2 separate regions of the Mus musculus genome follow, and region 2 is linked to region 1. Evidence: chromatin contacts called from public HiCAR-type data. All regions are on one chromosome and are shown on one strand. Each heading gives the region's core, a stretch centred on a gene start, on an enhancer-like site or on the middle of the called end of the contact. The rest is flanking DNA. Distances are from core to core; before and after follow the strand shown. Region 1 overlaps Junos (a long non-coding RNA gene). Region 2 has its middle 96 kb from the start of Gm12707.

Region 1 (3,030 bases), core at 128-2,627:
CACCACCAAACAGCTGGAAAACAAGTGCCAACCCAGGAGCCAAGAAGGGGCACAGCTCTTTAAATCACAGTAGCGGCAATGGCCATGGACTCCAAGAGGATGCTCACAACAGTCTGTACATGCTCACTGATGCCCACAACAAACCTGCGAAGAAGACAAGCAGACACTTTTAACTTTGTTTGTTTGTTTGTCTGTTTGTTTGTTTGTTTGTTTTGTTTGTTTGTTTTTGAAAAATAGGTATTTAGGATTCAAAAAGATCAATCCTTCTGAGGTCATAAAGGTAGTAGACAGTTGAAGTAGAAGCAAGCCAAGATCTTTGCTCTGTCCTGACCCTCTATTCTTTAGACTACAGTGACTCCAAGCTGATTTTGGAATCCTAGACATAAGTCACTGCGCTGCTCACCAGCTTGAACGACCAGCTTGCCACCCTGGGAATTTCCTCCGGGTAAACACGTGCTTGGAGACACTAGAGAGTAAACACACAATCCCTGCCCTCATGAGGCCCACAGACTTGTCATGCAATGCACAAGACAAATCCTGTCTGCCATGAGCACTACATCAGAATTAAAGTAATTAATAGGGACATTAAGCACCCTTCATTGAGCATGTACTATGCATCAGGTTCTGTCCTGAACACTTTGCTAGGCAGTGAGTAGCATGAAACACCACCTGCTTAGCTCACAGCCAGAGTTTAAGGACTGGCAGTCATTTTGACGATAGTTTTAAAAATAAAACCAGGGGTTCTTACCTACAGAACAAGGAAAGAACATTTTACATTGAAACAACGTGGAATAATATTTTGGAGAAGCAACTAATCCCCTGAGAAGTGAGACTAGTGGGGGAGGGGTTGATGAAGCAAGTAATCACTACAATGGGGACATCCCTACCATCTCGGGAAGCACTTGAGAAGACCTGGGTATGAGCAGCACTAGGGGAAGGAGAGGAGACATTATTTTAGGACAGGCAGAGACTGGCTACAAAGGGATGGCCTACAGCTGGAAAGCCCAGAGAGGCTAAGCTCTCCCCAGGCTTGACCTGGCTCCAAGGGGAGGCACAGATGGCCAAGGCTATTTGTTTGTACATTACATTTTTCCTGAACAGATTCCAAATCCTAGTTTCCAAAGAAAGGAGAAAACAGACTTATTGGGCCAAAGGCTTTCCCTGAGAAATGTCCTTGTGGCTATGTGCCAGCATAGGATTCCCCCCACAGCCCAGAGCAGCAGACGGCAGGCTGGAGCCTTCCCCAAACCTTTCAATAAGGCAGGGATTAGAAGTTATTCCCTGGGAGATTTTCAAGAGTCATGTGCCCAGCAGCTCTGCCCTAGTATTTAGGCCCACCCAACTTTGGCATGTATCCTGGTGACGTTTCAGTCCCTCCCAGGCCCGCCCTCCCCTTTCCTGTTTGGCATGGCCCAATGCTTCCTGCCAGGCCATACCTCCTCTGAGTGTTCCCTGAGAGTGGTGTTCCCAACCTCTGACCCCCAAAGCTCAGTAGGTTGTAACTATGACTTCAGTGCTGGACAGAGCCATGGACATGATTTTGCTAGTAGCCATTCTACCGCCCTGTTATGGTGTTGCCCACTACACAGGCTCATGCCCCAGCACTCCCTGCACACCCCCTGTCTATCATAAACCAAGGACAAGCAGGGAGGAACAGCCCTGGGTGTTAATGGTAAAAGGAGCTAGGGGCATCTTTTGCTGCAAACTTTGAAAAATACAATTCAGTGGGTCAGTCTGTTTTTAAATCACACTCAGGGAACTCTGCAGTGCCGCAGAAAGTGGGGTTGGGGGAAAAAGACATTTTTTTTCCTGACATTTTGTTAGGAAAGAACAAGGGTATCTAAGTCGGATGCTTCTGCTCAATTCCTTGATCTTCTTATTATGACACCCCCCCCCTCGTGCAACGCTGAAAGGCTAACCTCTCAGACTATCACACACTCAGGTGTCTGTGGTAAGGCCTCAGCAGGAGAGCACACATTTGGCCTGAGGTGACATGCGAGTTCAACGCTGTCCATTACCTCTCAGGCCGCCCCTTCCTTCCCTGAAATCTGAAGGCAGCCGTGCTGGAGCTCTGGTCTGTTTTACTTCACAGGCTGTTTGTCACATGTGAAGCTGAGTCACCCTGAGTTCCTGCAGCCTCGAGGCCGTGCTCTCCTGAAAAGGATGTGTAGCTGCGCCAGTCCCAGGTTCTGGGTGGACATGCCGTTCTGGGAACCCTGCAAAAGCTGACTGGAGATGTGAGATTGCTCACACAGGCCTGGGCTTCTGTGGCCCTGAGTGCTTTCTTGTGCTAGGGCATTTCTAGTGAGAATGCAGACATATGAGCCTACAGGCCATGGGGAGGAGTGGAAGTACTGCTGAGAAACAGCATGTGTGGCACTCAGCACCCCGGTAGGCACCCAGGGGGACCCCAGTGGTGGTCTAGGGGAGGAGAAATGGACTAATGACCATGAGACAAGGAAGAAGAGAGAACTGTCATAGCCTTCTCTTAGCACTCTGTAAGACAGCTCTCCGCCCTGCTCCTGTTTGGAGAGGCAGGCTTACCTCCACTTCCAGATGAGAAGTGGATGCCTTAGTGAAGTGGTTAGCTGGGGTCACACTAGGTAGCTGTGGTCCCATGTGGCTTTGTCGCCTGCACTCATGTGGCTCACATAACAAACTGGTGCAAGTGTACAGTGTCCCAGTAGCTGGAACACAACCCAAGGAGGAAGGTTGGACAGGTGTGAGCCTCTGCTTCACAGACAAAGAAGCAGAATTCAGAGAGGATGAGGGGGACACAAGAAACGGGGCTAGAACTCGGGCTTCAAGAGGAACACCAGCATCCTCTCTAGTATAGGATAATGGGTAAGAATTCACTTATTCTTTTAGCATACATACTTAAGCAGGGCTGACAAACCCCTAGACGTGGCCTGCCACTAAAAGTCAACCCCTCCAGGAATCCTGATTTCTGACTACTGCCACCACCAAATCTTCACATCTTAGTGTTCTCACTTCACATCCCAGTTCTCACTTCTGTAGTGCTTCATGACA
Region 2 (2,773 bases), core at 175-2,674, 310 kb before region 1:
AAAAGTCTAGGAGCAGCAAGTGGCAAAGCTTCCCCCTAGGCTCACAGATCTACTCAAGAAATGAAGACCAAGCCAAGAACTCAGCTCACTGGAGCTAACACCAGCAGTGAACATAAGGCTTAAAGTGAGCAAAGCCTCCAGAACCCTTGTCTTTGCTGATAACTGCTTATAACATGATCTGGTTATTTTTCTCCCCAAACTGGCATACTCCTTTTAATTCCTTCCTGCAGTGTGAATATAGACAGAAAGGTCTGACTACTTTAAATTCACCCTCTAGTTACCAGTCTTTCAGAGGCATGGTTGTCCATCTAAACTTCCTTGTGGTTTCATAAATATAAATGTGCTCTGTAGGCTTCTGTTCAATTGTGAGTTTCCCCAAGTATGGAAGATATGCTAGTTTCCAGCAAACATGGAAGTGGTCCCTTAAAACTCTTAGGTACAGTAGTTACTTACTATTGGTTTAATACAGCTTGCCTCTTAATGTAAACATTCAAACCTTAACACAGTCCTCTGTAAAGGTTGAAGGCTACCCTCATCTTGCAAATGGAAATATACTGAGACATGGCCAGCACAACTGTAGACTATGAATCAAGAAGCCCAAGGTCAAAATGACTGTGTCTCACTGTTCTATTTCAGCAAACACTTTCTGTGTGTCAGGACTAGGCTCTGGGGATGACAGTGAACTCAAGCCCACCCCATAGAGCTAGCATTTCACTTCCCATTTTTTTCATGAGGGTTTGTGGTACTTCCCTTATCCACTGTCTTTTAAAGTGTTCCCACTAAATTGGCTTTAAAACAATACTATGAGGGACAACATAATGATTTACAAATTTATATCCCAGTCTGTTCCATGAGTCACATTTCACAGAACATCAATTAGAAAGCTCAGAGGTATGAAATTTCATTCACGTTCTTGGTTTCTATGGCTAAATCACGTCCAGAAAGGGTGTGAAAATTCACATTCCCATGGGTTCCAGGAAATATCCATTTTACCACCTTCACCCAAACCAAATTCTTCTCATGTAATCCTTACCTACTGAATAGTTGTCGAGTTCATAGACTGGTAGTAACGCTAACTTTATTTCATTTAGATAAAACGAGTTACAATGATTTAACATAGAATAGCTGCTTTTATATGCCATGCATCTCTTTAGACTCATAAAGAAATCAAGACCTCTTTCTAAGTGCCTAGGAATAGCCCTATTAAGGTGTCCATGTTTATCTGAAAAGCACAACTGATGTTAATGCTGCGCACTGATGTCAGTGTCCTTCCTCAGGGAGGACCCTCAGCATCCTTAGCCCTGTACAAAACATCGCCATGCTGGAACAGCATTAGCGCTGGTTCACAGTGGACTCATTTGTGTGCAACCTCTCTTACTCTCCCTTCTTAGGATACACAGAGAACATTTGCTGTGCCTCTGTCAAGATAATTATTGCTAGATCTCAAGCAGCCCAGATATCCAGAAATGAGCTCAAGCTGGACTGTTGGAGGATTCCTGGTGGTTAAATAAAAGCCAACATTCCTCAGAAACTTGTGAAACCAGTTCCCGGCTGCCAAAAGGAAACATTCCCCTCCTGGCAACTATTAGCATATCAAAGCTCATGCTGGCCCCCAGGCTCCCTCAGTATCAGAACCTGTTAGAGATTTCATGGTCCACACTAGCATCCTGCCCACCCCTCCCTACAGCTACTTATCCATGATTAGCCCACACCACTCTATCTCTATGCTCCCTTGCTCGATCACTCTTGCCACTCTCTACCCACAGTCTTCTTTCCTCTTGCTCTCTAGATGTGCACTTTTCTCTCTCTTACTACCTTGCTATCTCCACTATTCTCACCTGCCTCTTCACCCCCACCCCCCAACTTTCCTATATCTGATCAAGAACAGTCTCTCTCTCTCTGCTCTGAACTTTTCCAGATACCTCTGGATATTTTCTCTCCCCTACCCACAACAAAAACCTTTTCCTCAATGGGGTGGCCAGGTAGGCAGTTTCTTTAGTGTGCCCCCTTGAGTACATCTGGTGCTGAAATCTACGAGGGAGACAAATGGACCCCTTTTCCAAAGGCCCTAGCTTCTCTTAACTGAACCAAGCTGCTGAGTTGATTCTCTTAGGGTATGGATCGTTTATCTCTTCTGGTTTCTACCCTCCATATTTGACCCTAAATTCTAGAGTTCACTTTTTCAGCCACTTCTTGTACACCTGCTCTAACCACTCAGATGTCTTCTCCTATTCACTGTGTCTTTTCAGCCTGTCTGCCTCCTGGTGCTTCCTACACTGTCCTGGTCACCTATCATGTGTAAAGAGTCTGTCTCTTGTTGACTTGCTGGATTTTGCTGTGTGCTTCTGTACTGTGATTCAGGCTATGTCTCTGCTGAGGCCCTTTCCCCTCTCCCTTTGTTGGAATCCTTCTGATGGAGAGTCTGTTTGTTTGCAACCCTTTTCCCAAGCCTCTCTCACCTCCCCTTCCCTCTGCTCCTCAAGGATGTCTTCTTTCCTGCTTGCTCTGTCTCTTCACTCCTAGAATTTACTTTCCTTTCTTGCTTGCTTTGTGGAGCCCAAATGCCTCTTACTAGACCACTCACTGGCATTCTCTAATCTTTTTCCTCTTTGGCTGCACACTTCATTAAAGCCTTGCCGTCTTCCTGCAAACATCTTGGCCTCAGTTCAGCTCAATGGTCAAAAACAGGGCACACCCAATTTCCAAATTCTTGCAGATTGTAACATTTGCCACTGCTGAAGCAAATGCTCCTCCAAATACCTTCTCTCTACGC

The links. HiCAR-type assays count read pairs that join an accessible place to other places.
Region 2: a contact with region 1 is called in a HiCAR-type map of fibro-adipogenic progenitors, with 4 times the contacts expected there. The contact joins two enhancer-like sites. A contact is called at or near these places in 1 of 484 Hi-C or Micro-C datasets (B cells) and 3 of 115 datasets of contacts at active chromatin or transcription factors (bone marrow-derived macrophages, fibro-adipogenic progenitors and regulatory T cells).

The regions. Positions count from the first base shown.
Region 1 is chr4:95,080,943-95,083,972 of GRCm38.p6, reverse strand. The region is part of intron 1 of Junos (a long non-coding RNA gene); the gene reads right to left. Among named protein-coding and RNA genes, the nearest start is that of Junos, 30 kb to the right of the region's middle. Within about 2 kb of position 1,377, at least 142 of the 459 cell types and tissues checked have an H3K27ac peak or open chromatin away from gene starts, as enhancers often do. A contact at or near this core is called in bone marrow-derived macrophages and fibro-adipogenic progenitors, where this site is marked.
Region 2 is chr4:95,388,647-95,391,419 of GRCm38.p6, reverse strand. No RefSeq gene overlaps it. Among named protein-coding and RNA genes, the nearest start is that of Gm12707, 96 kb to the left of the region's middle. Within about 2 kb of position 1,424, at least 47 of the 459 cell types and tissues checked have an H3K27ac peak or open chromatin away from gene starts, as enhancers often do. A contact at or near this core is called in bone marrow-derived macrophages and fibro-adipogenic progenitors, where this site is marked.